Regions from separate parts of the Oncorhynchus mykiss genome. Here region 2 is linked to region 1. A link is a contact called in public Hi-C data. All regions are on one chromosome and are shown on one strand. Each heading gives the region's core, a stretch centred on a gene start, on an enhancer-like site or on the middle of the called end of the contact. The rest is flanking DNA. Distances are from core to core; before and after follow the strand shown. Region 1 holds the start of ccdc88b (coiled-coil domain containing 88A). Region 2 holds the start of macrod1 (ADP-ribose glycohydrolase MACROD1).

Region 1 (6,773 bases), core at 175-2,674:
TTTTATCATGCTCCGCACAGACTAGACATGACAAGATCTAACAATCCATAGTTTTTTTTAACTTGACAGAATTTGGAAAGATAATCTTTGAGAGAATGTTGTGTCCTGTTGCTCCATGATGGACAATACATCAACTATTGAGGGGGAGGGTGATGTTTCATGTGGTCAAGAACAAACAAAGTCAAACTACTGAAAAGCACCCAAGAACACACACATACATTTGGTAAATATTCAAAAACAATATTCACATACTGGTACATGAGTAAATGAAAAATCACACACACGGAAGTGAACTGATTTTCTGATCTTTGATTTGGATCAGACAAAATGTAAACCACACAGGTAATAACGTAACAAACATTCACCCAGTGTGAAGAAGGCCTACAGTCAATTGAATACTGGCCTGGCTATAGAGTTTGTTAATGCACTGCTAAGTAACATGTGAAGTTGGCATCTGGCATTGAATATATTAAAGTTAGTTGCTTTTAATGGATTTGCGGAGTTGAGTCTTTTTGTACTAGATAAGCATTCAACTGAATTGGGTTATTTCAGTTCACCCAGAGGTATAGGATGATGGTGTGTGTAATGACTGAAAGTGATGCCAGTGATACAGTAGGCCTAGGCTACTGTAGGTTTATGACAGTATGGAGAGGAGTGACTGTATAATGTAATCTGGGCTGCTAGGTATACTAGGACAGCTCTCATAACACCTTCATAATCCTATATAGCTAATCCATATGCTACTGCTACAACAGTTCTCTGCACAGCAACAGGAACACTCGGGATGTATGACTATCAAACATACCACAACAATGGACAGGGTTAAGAGAAAGTTCACGTCAAAGTGTGGTCATGTAGAAAATTGTAATTACATTTTCCATTGTGTTTTGACAAAAAAAAGAAATGTCGCTTGTATTATAAACGTGCACTATCTTACACATAGCAAACATGTTTTAATTTGTAGTGGCTGTTTATTTTTGTTTCTTTGTCAAATGGTTAATTCACTCTGATCTGTGTTTTACGACAATGTTCATTCAACAGCTTTATTTTACAAGTAGGATGTTCATAGATAGTAGACTACCGACCTTTCACCATAATTCCACCAGGGTTCGCCATTGCATTACACCTGAAAGCGCAACGAACGCCCGTCCTACTGAATTGACCATTTCGAACTTGTTTATAGTATATCTTGATCAATCGGATGCATAGGCTACAAACAACTGAATAAGTGAATTGTAATATAAACATTGTTACAAACGTCTAGGCAAGGAACCCCAGTGCGCACAAAGTAGTCTAATATTTTCCATCCATCTCAAACCACCTACTCATTTGTCATTGAGCGACTTTCTTTTCTGGAAACAAACTCACTGGTAAAGGTGGTGATTGTTCCGGGTAGGCCTAAAGCACTAATGAAATGTGTTCGTTAAGAAATTCCGGTGTGGTTTTGCAATGTGCTTACCACCAGCACTAACTGAAAAAGTGAGATAGAGGAAGAGAGAGGGAGGGGAACTGAAATGACGAACACAATGGATTCAGTATTTAGTAAAATTGCTTTAATAATGTAGGATATATTTTATTTATATTTTTTATAGAAGTTTGTAAATTATTTATGCGACACCATGGACTCTAACATAATGGACATTCTAGAAGAATTCATGGAAAGTGCGTTGGTGACTTGGGTATGTGTCAAAGCTTATTTAAATCACTTTCAGATGCTATAGTAGTAGACCTAGATATACGTGATGATGATAGTCTTTTATAACATATAAAAACACATAGCCTATTGCTGTTGTTTTGCTTTTATGGAGTATCAATACATACAAATCCTGTAAATAAACGACGTGTAAATTTAAAAACACTTATGAGATTATGCATTTTGTAAATAATGTATAACTCTTTATTTACAGAAGTTATAACAACACGGATGGGTTGAACTTGAATCAGATGTAAATGCTTGTCATAACTTTTGTCATAACAGCAAACAACACTTAGTTCTCAAACTTCTCCTTTTCACAGCTTTCTCTACAATGGCTCATAGAATGTATCTTGTTGTTTTACCTTTATATCTGTGACTTCCTATTCCCTTTCTTATTTATTTCTCAGTAAAATATGACCATCTCGAGTTTCATTGATCTATACCACAGATTCCAGATAGCAGTTTTCTCTGTTTGCAGTGATCCCCATGTGGTCTCCATATATATTATTTAGGTTGTACAGTGCCTTCGGAATGTGTTCAGTCCCCTTGACTTTTACCGCAATTTGTTACGTTACAGCCTGATTCTAAAATGGAATAAGTTGTCCCCCCCCCCCCCTCATCAATCTAATCACAATACCCCACAATGACAAAGCAAAAACAGATTTTTTGAAATTCTTACTAATTTATTCAAAATCCAGAACACATTTACGTAAGTATTCAGACCAAGTCTTCTTGGGTATGACACTACAAGCTTGGCACATCTGTATTTGGGGAGTTTCTCCCATTCTTCTCTGCAGACCTTCTCAGCTCTGTCAGGTTGGACGAGGAGCGTTGCTGCACAGCTATTTCCAGGTCTCTCCAGAGATGTTCGATCGGGTTTAAGTCATGGCTCTAGCTGGGCCACTCAAGGACATTCAGAGACTTGTCCCGAAGCCACTCGTGTGTTGTCTTGGCTGTGTGCTTAGGGTCGTTGTCCTGTTGGAAGGTGAACCGTTGCCCCAATCTGAGGTCCTGAGTGCTGCAGAGATGGTTGTCCTTCTGGAAAGTTCTTCCATCTCCACAGAGGAACTCTGGAGCTCTGTCAGAGTGACCATTAGGTTCTTAGTCACCTCCCTGACCAAGGCCCTTCTCCCCCGATTGCTCAGTTTGGCCGGGCAGCCAGCTTTAGGAAGAGTAAAACATCTTCCATTTAAGAATGATGGAGGCCACTGTGTTCTTTGGGACCTTCAGAAATGTTTTGGTACCCTTCCCCAGATCTGTGCCTCGACACATTCCTGTCTCTGAGCTCTATGGACAATTTTTTTGCCCTCATTGCTTGGTTTTTGCTCTGACATGCACTGTCCATTGTGGGACCTTATATAGACAGGTGTGTGCCTTTCCAAATCACATCCAATCAATTGAATTTAGCACAGTTGGACTCCAATCAAATTGAATAAACATCTCAAGGGCGATCAATGGAAACAGGATGCACCTGAGCTCAATTTCGAGTCTCAAAGCAAAGGGTCTGAATACTTATTTAAATAAGGTATCTGTTTTTAGTTTTTAATATATTTGTAAACATTTCAAAAGACCTGTTTTCGTTTATCATTATGTTGTATTGTGTGTAGATTGATGAGGATTTTTATTTATTTAATCCACTTTAGAATAAGGCTGTAACGTAACAAAATGTGGAAAAAGTCAAGGGATCTGAATATTTTCCGAAAGGCACTGTTTATTATGTTTCTATTGAATTTAGGGCTCGATTCAATCCGTAGCGCAGAATATCTGTGTTGTGGCGCGGTTCACATTTAAAGGTCATTTCCGATTGAGCCAACATACACTACATGACCAAAAGTATGCTCGTCAAACATCTCATTCCAAAATCATGTTTATTAATATGGAGTTGGTCCCCCCTTTGCTGCAATAACAGCCTCAACTCTTCTGGGAAGGCTTTCCACTAGATGTTGGAACATTGCTGTGAGGTCGAGCACTGATGTTGGGCGATTAGGCCTGGCTCGCAGTCTAGTTAGTCTGCGTTCCAATTCGATGGGGTTGAGGTCAGGGCTCTGTGCAAGCCAGTCAAGTTCGTCCACACCGATCTTGACAAACTGTTGCCATAAAGTTGTAAGCACAGAATCGTCTGGAATGTCATTGTAGGCCGTAACATTAAGATTTCCCTTCACTGGAACTAAGGGCCCTAGACCGAAGCGTGAAAAACAGCCCCAGGCCATTATTCCTCCTCCACCAAACTTTACAGCATTGGGGCACAGAGTTTTCCTGGCATCCGACAAACCCAGATTCTTCCGTCGGACTGCCAGATGGGGAAGTCGTGATTCATCACTCCAGAGAACGTGTTCCCACTGCTCCAATATTGTGGAGCTTTACACCCCTCCAGCTGACACTTGGCATTGCGCATGGTGATCTTAGGCTTGTGTGCAGTGCGGCTGCTCAGCCATGGAAACCCATTTCATGAAGCTCCCGATGATGTTGTGCTGACGTTGCTTCCAGAGACAGTTTAGAACTCTGTAGTGAGTGTTGCAACCGAGGACAGACCATTTCTACGTGCTTCAGCACTTGGCGGTTCCATTCTGTGAGCTTGTGTGGTGTACCACTTTGCGGCTGAGCCGTTGTTGCGCCTAGACGTTTCCACTTCACAATAACAGCACTTGCAGTTGACCGGGGCAGCTCTAGCAGCTCTAGCAAATTTTACAAACTGACTTTTTGGAAAGATAGCTTCTGATGACGGTGCAATGTTAAAAGTTACTAAGCTCTTCAGTAAGGCCATTCTACTGCCAATGTTTGTCTATGGAGATTGCATGGCGGTGTGCTCGATTTTATACACCTGTCAGTAAATAGCCAAAACCACTAATTTGAAGGGGTGTCCACATACTTTTGTTTATATAGTGTATACAGCGTTTACTGTGAATGCAGTCTCCGCGACATTAATTGTTGATCGCGCTATAAAACAGATTAAAGGCCCTAATAGGATGCCCCCTCCCTCAGGTACAGCTCTTTGATGGTGTAGTGGACAGGGAGGAGAATGTCATGCTCTTCAACCAGTACATGGAGGTGAACTCCAAGTCCCAGAATTCCCATGACCGCTACCTGAGACTGACCAATGGGATCTTTCTCAACGAGGTCATGAGGGTCATGTAAGTTCACACCTTTGCACAGGCCTCAAATGTCACAAGCAGGAAGTACACATTCCATAGCATGTAGTGTATACTGAAGGATTCAATGTAATACATTTATTGTACTTTATCTGATCAAAGGTATTATAGCTGGTGAAATACTGGGCTGGGATAGTTACCTCTGCCAAGAGGTGAGAGCTTTTATGGCACAAGTAGACGTGCACACTGGCTCAATCCCCACTCTGTCTGTCTGTCTGTCATTCCCAGAGACCCCAACCCCAAGCTGGAGCATTTGTACCGCAGTGGGAGAGATGACCAGATGCTCAGAGTCCAGAACTTCTCCATCCTCAACCGACACCTCAGGGCCTTCTACCAGGTATTGGTATTTGTGTCATGATTTTGTTTGATACACAATCACATCTCAGAGTAATTTACCACACAAGGTCCAGACTTGAGCCTAGGGAGACATCCAGGAAAATCTCTGCGAGAAATGAACTTTAGTCCAATACAATGTACAAAACACACAAAAACATGAGTCTTCACTGTTTGAGTTCCTGCTTTTGATAAGTCATTCAAACCCTCTGAACAGTGGAGCATCATGGGAGGGACACCAGCAAGTTTCAAATAATATTCTGGGATTTATTCAGAAATGTTTTGGATACAATTTATTGACAGGACTGTTTGTCATGACAACAATTCCGTCTTGTCTGATGTTGCTACGATGTCATTTTGTTTTTTGTGGTTTCACTTCTTACTTCGTGTTTCCTGGTCACACTGGCAGGGCTGTGAAACCTTAAACCACCAGCAGCATGTGGTCACTGCAGCCTAATTTCTCTCTACCAGGGCTTGTGTCTGAGAACTAAATATAGTCATCGTACTACATAGAAACATACATGAACAAATTGGCCTACTTTCCCCTCTGATGTCATCTGTGTTTATATTCTAAACTGAACTAAACTGAACTAAACTGGAAGGTTTTGTCATTTCAATGTTGATTTGAATACAGTAACTGCAATGTGGTTAGGGAAATTTCAATAAATAAATCTTTGAATCCTTTCAAGCTCTCCCTCTGATTCTGTCTACAGGAAGACCTACGGCAGCTGATTCTGATGCCTCTTCCGAACATTGCCATTTTGGGGCAAGACCCCCTAACAGGTAAAAAGAGCCAGTTGAAAGTACAGAATCTCTGATTGGGCTCCTATGTTGTCTATGAGAGTATGATGGGAACAAGAGAGTCATAAGAGTGGTATCTGTGTCTTCAGAGGCAGCAGTGGAGGAGTTGAGGAGATTGCTCCTGCTTTTACTGGGATGTGCTGTACAGGTGATTTTTCTCACACACACAAATACACACGCACACACACACAAATACACACACACACACACATGCTCACACACACAAATACACACGCTCACACACACAAATACACACGCTCACACACACAAATACACACGCACACGCACACACACACACACTGAGCCAACTTTACTGACTACTCTTTGTTGATCAACAACAGTGTGAGAGGAAGGAAACATTCATACAGCAAATCCAGTCGCTGGACATCGAGACTCAAACTGCCATTGCCAACTGTATCCAGGAGGTCAGTTCAGTTCCCTACTCATTTATTCATATCCACTATTAACGTTCACCACGTCAGCCATTCTGTGCTGGAATGCTCAGTCACATACTGTTATTACCATAGAGAGGTAAGAAACTGTTGTTCCTGCAGGTGACCCAGGACCCCAGAGCGGTGCTGCCGCTGCAGTGGGAGGAGCTGGGAGGGCTGGAGGGGGTGGAGCTACAGGTGCTGTTTGGCTCCATGGCCAGACAGATCCAAGGCCTGCTGGCACAGAGGGACACACACCTGGAGGTACACAGACAAATACTCACAAATAGGTCCAGAACAACAAAGAGGAATTGAATGATGAAACCAGGCCTTTCAGCCTCTATAGGAGAGTGTATTCCACAT
Region 2 (6,847 bases), core at 2,725-5,224, 150 kb after region 1:
GTCCTCCCTTATCGGCTCGCCCTCCCTACTGATCGATCAGCAGCCGTGAGTGAAGTGATGCGAATGCGTGGCAATGGGTGTGTGCAGTTCTTCACCTATCATTATTGTAGTAGGGAAGGCCCTCCCACCAAACTCCATGTCACCACAGTGGTTGCCATAGTGACAGAGATACTCACGAGAGGTCCCCTTGATCCCTCTCCCTGTTACTCCTATCGTACTCTAGCTTTGTCCAAAACCCTACCCTATTCTTTATAAACTGCACTACTTAGGGAATAGGGTGCCATTTGGTTTCAGATGCATCCTCAGTCAGCCCTTCTCGTTCCCTCACCTTGCTCTGCCTGTCCCTTCTAGGGGTTGTTTATAGCTCTGTTTCTCTTGTTATTCAGTGGCACTTTGCATAGTGAGAGTGGGACTCTATAAAAAGCCTTGTAAAACATACAGGCTGCTGGCTCTGATGTTGGAGCCAACATGATGTTAATGAGAGATGAGTTATTCACACAGCACCACATAGGCGGGCGGCCATGTTGTTTTATGACAGTTAACACTAAATGACCCAATGAAGAAACATACTTTTCTATGCAAAACCTGATCATCAAGTAGCTCTTTTGATGTTGGACTGTACACAGTAATGCCAAACACAGTACTAATTAAAGTCTTGCTATGATCAAAGAAACTTCAGACTGATATGGTATGATACACTTGCCTTTACTGCCATCTGCAGGTGGAAAATTACACTACACCCAAATGGCATTGCGCAACCAGTGTATTGTATCATATTAACCTCTTTCTAAAGCACACATAATAAAGACATGAATATGATTCTGATTAGTTAATACTATAGTTTTTTTTTAAACAAAGAGGCCCTGCTGACAGCCAACAGGGCAGTATTTTAACGGAAACTGAGAAGACCACAGGTTCAGGGTGGGTAAAGGTCAAAGTTCAAAATCAGAACTGTGACGTGGAGCGTGAAATAAGATACAGTTCACTCAAAAATCTATGATGGGATCAGGATAATGTATCAACCCCAGGACATACAATTCTGACTCTAACCAAGACAGGCGATCAGTACGATAATACTTCTCATTTCACAGTGATTTGTTCCATATAGAGCACTGAGGCCTCAGGACAGGTATACAATTCATGTTATACTATAAGAAATGTCACTTATTATTACTTTAATGTCACTTATTATTACTAGTCATGTTAGGTTATTACTAAATAATGTTATTACTAGTCATGTTAGGTTATTACTAAATAATGCTGTTATTGCTAGGTAATGCCATTACTAAGTAATGCTATGTTACTACTACTAATGATATTACAAAGTAATGTTATTACTAGTCATATTAGGTTATTACTCAGTAATGTTAATAATAAGTAATGCTATGTTATTACTAAGTAATGCTATGTTATTACTAAGTAATGCTATGTTATTACTAAGTAATGCTATGTTATTACTAAGTAATGCTATGTTATTACAAGTAATGTTATTACTAAGAAATGTTATTACTAGTCATGTTATGTTATTACTAAGTAATGTTATTACTAAGTAATGTTATTACTAAGTAATGCTATGTTATTACTAAGTAGTTTTGTTATTACTAAGTAATGTTATTACTAAGTAATGTTATTACTAAGTAATGTTATTACTAAGTAATGCTATGTTATTACTAAGTAATGCTATGTTATTACTAAGTAATGCTATGTTATTACTAAGTAATGCTATGTTATTACTAAGTAATGTTATTACTAAGTAATGTTATTACTAAGTAATGTTATGTTATTACTAAGTAATATTATTACTACATGTGATTCTGTTATTTTTAAGTAATGTTATTACTACAAGTTAAAGCTGGAATCCTTAAATGGTGAAACAGCCACGTCCGTTTGCGATATTAAAACAAATAATTGACTGTAAACAACCAACACAGCTTTTTGCCCTCTGACATCATTGCATGTGCAACAGAAGAGCACAATAAGTACTGCGATTTATTTAACAATGCTGCATGACACTCCTCCACTCAGCAACAACAACTACAACAGCGGTGGTGGGGGCGGCCAATGGCGTTGTTTCCCCTACTGCAGATTCCATCTTTAAGTTATGTTATTTCTGTAATGTTATGTTAATATTAGCTAGGTTACTATATGATCACCTGCATTGACGATCCCATCAATCTCCAGTTTGGTGATGTCACCGCTGAACAGCGAGATCTTCTTGTCCAGAGCTTCGTTCCTCTTGAATTTGGTCGCCTTGACTGAATCACCTTGGAGACAGATGAACACCTGCTTCTGTCAACACTGTTAATAAGAACACTGTAATATCAACATGCGTTTACCGTTTATGTTGTCTCTCAAGAATATCTATAGTGGACGCTCAGCGATGCTGCTTTCCAGTGTCTCACAGCTGTAGTCCTGGGGCCTAATCACCTAGCATTAACTAAATGACAGTGTGTAGTGCTGGGCTGGACCAAACACATGTAAACCTGTGTTGTAGGACCCCAGAACGGGAGTTGAGAAACAACAATGGTTTAGAGTAAATGGAATGGCATGGAAACCATGCGTTTGATACCATTCCACTGACGCCGCTCCAGCCATTACCACGAACCCATTCTCCCCAATTAAGGTGCCACCAACCTCTGTCCACTGTGAGTGACTTGGCGGTCCACACAGGCACCTCCTCCAGGGACCGGTAGGTAGTTCTGTAGTGCTTCCTTCTCTCCTCCTGACTCATATGGAGCAAGGCAGCTAAGGAAGAGGAGAGGGACAGAGAGTTGATGATTATGATCATTCCACTAATCAATGTGGGTAATGTAGGGACAACATAGTGAAAAGCTGTAATGCACTAATGGCTTGGTTGTAACCTAGTACCACATAAGGCCACCATGAGCCACTTCAAACTTTGAGTTGGCACCTACTTTTTTTCTATTGAAATTTAGGCCACACAGCTTTGACAACTTTACTTTTCACAAGCAACAGGTCCTGTTGAGCAACCAAATTCTCAACATGAGCACCTATAGATTCCCACCCAAACTGTGTCTGTCTGCAGACTTACCCTTCACCTCGTTCCAGTCACCTTTGGCTGAGTCAAGGTTTAGCCGCTCCAATCCCGTTGCCATGGCGAGATGGGCACTAAAGTGCAGGGACACGACCGCGGTGGTCACCCCAAGCGCGGCGAGGGCGATCCGATACAACGAACCGTACTTTCCCCCGGAGGGCGAGGCCTTGTTTTGCCCCTGAAACGACTCAAACGACTTCGCGGCAGCTGTAGTTGTTGAAAACTTCTCCACGCGGTTTGCAAAATGAATACCCCCTGGGTTCAGAATGGCCTTGCACTTTGCAGGGCTGGAGTTCGCCGAACTCTGCCCACTTCGCACCAGCGAATAAACCTGACGATTTGCAACACCAAAAATGTTTCTAAATTTGGAGCACACACCGATATCACTAGTATGAAAGTCACCCCTACGACAGCGGGAAAATGGACCTATGGCTCTGATACGCGAAGAGAGAGTTGACATTTGAAATGCCATGCTGCGAGTGTGATCCTGAAGTCAATCCGACACAGAACTACTAACGTTACGTCGGTGTCAGGTGTTTTTCGGTTCGGTAGTTAAGTTTCGTTTTCGTTATTTAAAGCGCCTTTATCCAGTTTGAATTTTGGGGAAGAAATACTTGGCCATTTTGTTGTAAACAATGACGCATGGATTGTACCAAATGGGAGGGGAGCTATATGACCTATATAGAGTATGACCATAAGGAAAGTATGTATTGTTGTGTTGCTATAAAATACCTTTCAAGTTGAGTATAAACAAATTAATTATTCAACGAATTAACCATCACCGTTCACTCGAATTGTCAAGGCTGTGTGTGGATATAACGTATGGTAGGAGTTCAGTGTTTTATTTAATTTATTTTGTGAATTTTTCTCGCCATTTTCGTGATATCTAATTGGCAATTACAATTTAGTTTAATGGCTGCAACTCCCCAACGGGCTCGGGAGAGGTGAAGGTCCTCCGAAACACGATCCGCCAAGACGCGCTGCTTTTACACACTGCTCGCTTAGCCCGGAAGCCAGTCGCCCAACGTGTCAGGAGCTCTGTGCTGAGCTGATCGAGTTTACTGTTTCTCTGTCTGTCATTCACCGCCCTCTACTGGCCAACAGCTAGAATTACATCTTACTCTGTAACTTAATTTGTAGCCTAATTACATCTAGTGTATTTGTATTTATTATGGATACCCATTAGCTCCTGCCAAAGCAGCATATACTCTTCCTGGGGACCAGGAAAAAATTAAGGCAGTTTATGCAATTTTAAAAACATCACAATACATTCAGATTTCACAACACACTGTGTGCCCTCAGGCCCCTACTCCACCGCTACCGCATATCTACAGTACTAAATCTGTGTAGTGCTTATGTTATCATTTGTGTGTATGCATGTATCTGTGCCTATGTTTGTGTTGCTTCACAGTCCCCGCTGTTCCATAAGGTGTTTTTTTAAATCTGTTTTTTAAATCTATTATTTTTACTGCTTGCATCTGTTACTTGATGTGGAATAGAGTTCCATGTAGTTATGGCTCTATGTAGTACTGTTAGTCTGTCTATAGTCTGTTCTGGACTTGGGGACTGAGAAGAGACCTCTTGTGGCATGTCTTGTGGGGTATGCATGGGCGTCTGAGCTGTGCCAGTAGTTTAGACAGACAGCTCGGCGCATTCAACAAGTCAATACCTCTCAAAAATACAAGTAGTGATGATGTCAATCTTTCCTCCACTTTGAGCCAGGAGAGATTGACATATATTTTATTTATATTAGCTCTCTGTGTACATCCAAGGGCCAGACGTCTTGCCCTGTTCTGAGCCAATTTCAATTTTCCTTAGTCCTTTTTTAGTGCGACAAAACTAGGGCCTGTTGGACCTGCCTTGTTGATAGTGTTGTTAAGAAGGCAGAGCATCGCTTTATTATGGACAGACTTCTCCCCATCTTAGCTACTGCCAGGGTTGCACATTTTGGGGAATATTCAGAGGTGGAAACTTTCTGTGGGAATATATGGGAATTAATGGAAATATATGCAAATTAATATTAACACCATTTAAATGTAGAAGTTTTTTGCATTAGATATATTTACCATATCATATGGAGACAGAAACATAAACCTTTACCTTATCATAAGTAGACATAATTGCAAATTATTAAATCCTTCCAATCCATTTTTTTTTAACTATTTAGTTACGAATTTAACTTTAATTAAATGAGTTGAATCTTCACATGGGATGATTTCACTGAACAACAAAAGAAAAGCAATATTGAATGATCCCCAATGATCCATCGCATCTCCCAAAAACGTTTGCAACATACATCTGTAAAATAATAGTCTAGCAACTAAAGCTTTGGTTGTCTTCTTCTCAGGCTTCCATGTTTTCTCCCTGGACCTCCTCAATGTCCACCTCATGAACATCAGACTGAGGCCTCATCTTCACTGTCACTTTCCACCTTGTTGAGGATGTCTCATTGTCAGGCTCAAAAAGCCACAAATTTGCCCGGATGGCCACCAATTGTTCAACCCTTGTATTTGTCAGCCTGTTGCGTCCTTTGGTGTGTTTGTTCCCAAACAAGGACCAGTTGCGCTCTGAGGCGGCTGATGTTGGTGGGATTTGGAGGATGATGGAGGCAACAGGGGAAAGAGCCTCAGATCCACAAAGTCCCTTCCACCAGGTGGCTGATGAGATATGTTGGCACGACTGCCATATTGCATTTCCATCCCAAAGCCCTTGCTTGGAAGTGTACTTCGCCAGACTGCCAAGAACCTTGCCCTCATCCAGGCCAAGGTGGCGAGACACGGTAGTGATGACACCATAAGCCTTGTTAATCTCAACAATGAAGTGGGCAGGGCACTACTGATTTCTTCTCTTACATCTGCAAGCAGAGTCTGAACATCAGACAGGTTGGCAATGTCTCCCTCAATCTATGCAATGGATAGCTTTTTACTATGATTATTTAAATAATTGATCTTTGTTTCATAGTATAGTTTATTTGTATTTAGTTCTGTCACATTATTTCTTCATTTGCAGTATGTTTGCCAATCAGTTGTGCTGCCAGACTTATTTGCCATACCTTTCTCCTCATCCCTCTCAACCATACAATTGTTCAATTCCTCATCAATCCAAGGGGATTTAACAGTTTTTACAGTCATTTTCTTAATGGGTGTGTGCTTATTAGTAACTGGAATAAGCAATTTCATAAATGTGTCAAGTGCAGCTTCTGGTTGCTCGTCATTACACACCACAGACCAGCAAGTATCATTTACATCATCAACATATGAATCACTACAAAACTTCTTGTATGACCTCTTCTACTCTATATTAGGCCCAGCCTTTGTAACTTTGGTTTTCCTAGAGATGGCTACTATATTGTGATCACTACATCCTATGGATCTGGATACGGCTTTAAACCACATTTCTGCAGCATTAGTAAAGATGTGATCAATACATGTGGATGATTTCATTCCTGTGCTGCTTGCCCTGGTAGGTTGACTGATAACCTGAACCATGTTGCAGGCACTGGTTACAGTTTGAAGCTTTTTCTTAAGTGGGCAGCTTGATGATATCCAGTCAATATTTAAATCACCCAGAAAATATACTTCTCTGTTGATATCACATACATTATCAAGCATTTCACACATATTATCCAGATACTGATTGTTAGCACTTGCTGGTCTATAGCAGCTTCCCACAAAAATGGGCTTTAGGTGAGGCAGATGAACCTGTAGCCATATTACTTCAACAGTATTTAACATGAAATCCTCTCTAAGCTTTACAGGAATGTGGTTCTGAATATAGATCGCAACACTGCCC

Evidence for each region. A called contact is a pair of places that touch in the nucleus more often than the background predicts.
Region 2: a contact with region 1 is called in a Hi-C map of liver, with 3 times the contacts expected there. The contact joins the promoter of macrod1 here to the promoter of ccdc88b in region 1. A contact is called at or near these places in 2 of 3 Hi-C or Micro-C datasets (blood and liver).

What each region holds. Positions count from the first base shown.
Region 1 is chr14:27,248,580-27,255,352 of USDA_OmykA_1.1, forward strand. It overlaps ccdc88b (coiled-coil domain containing 88A), which reads left to right and starts at 1,425. Exons shown (of 28, transcript XM_036943227.1): 1 at 1,425-1,679; 2 at 4,679-4,827; 3 at 5,074-5,182; 4 at 5,892-5,961; 5 at 6,069-6,127; 6 at 6,321-6,404; 7 at 6,534-6,674. The coding sequence starts at 1,620.
Region 2 is chr14:27,399,530-27,406,376 of USDA_OmykA_1.1, forward strand. macrod1 (ADP-ribose glycohydrolase MACROD1) reads right to left here and starts at 3,975. Exons shown (of 11, transcript XM_021561605.2): 1 at 3,053-3,975; 2 at 2,635-2,745; 3 at 2,154-2,264. The coding sequence starts at 3,527.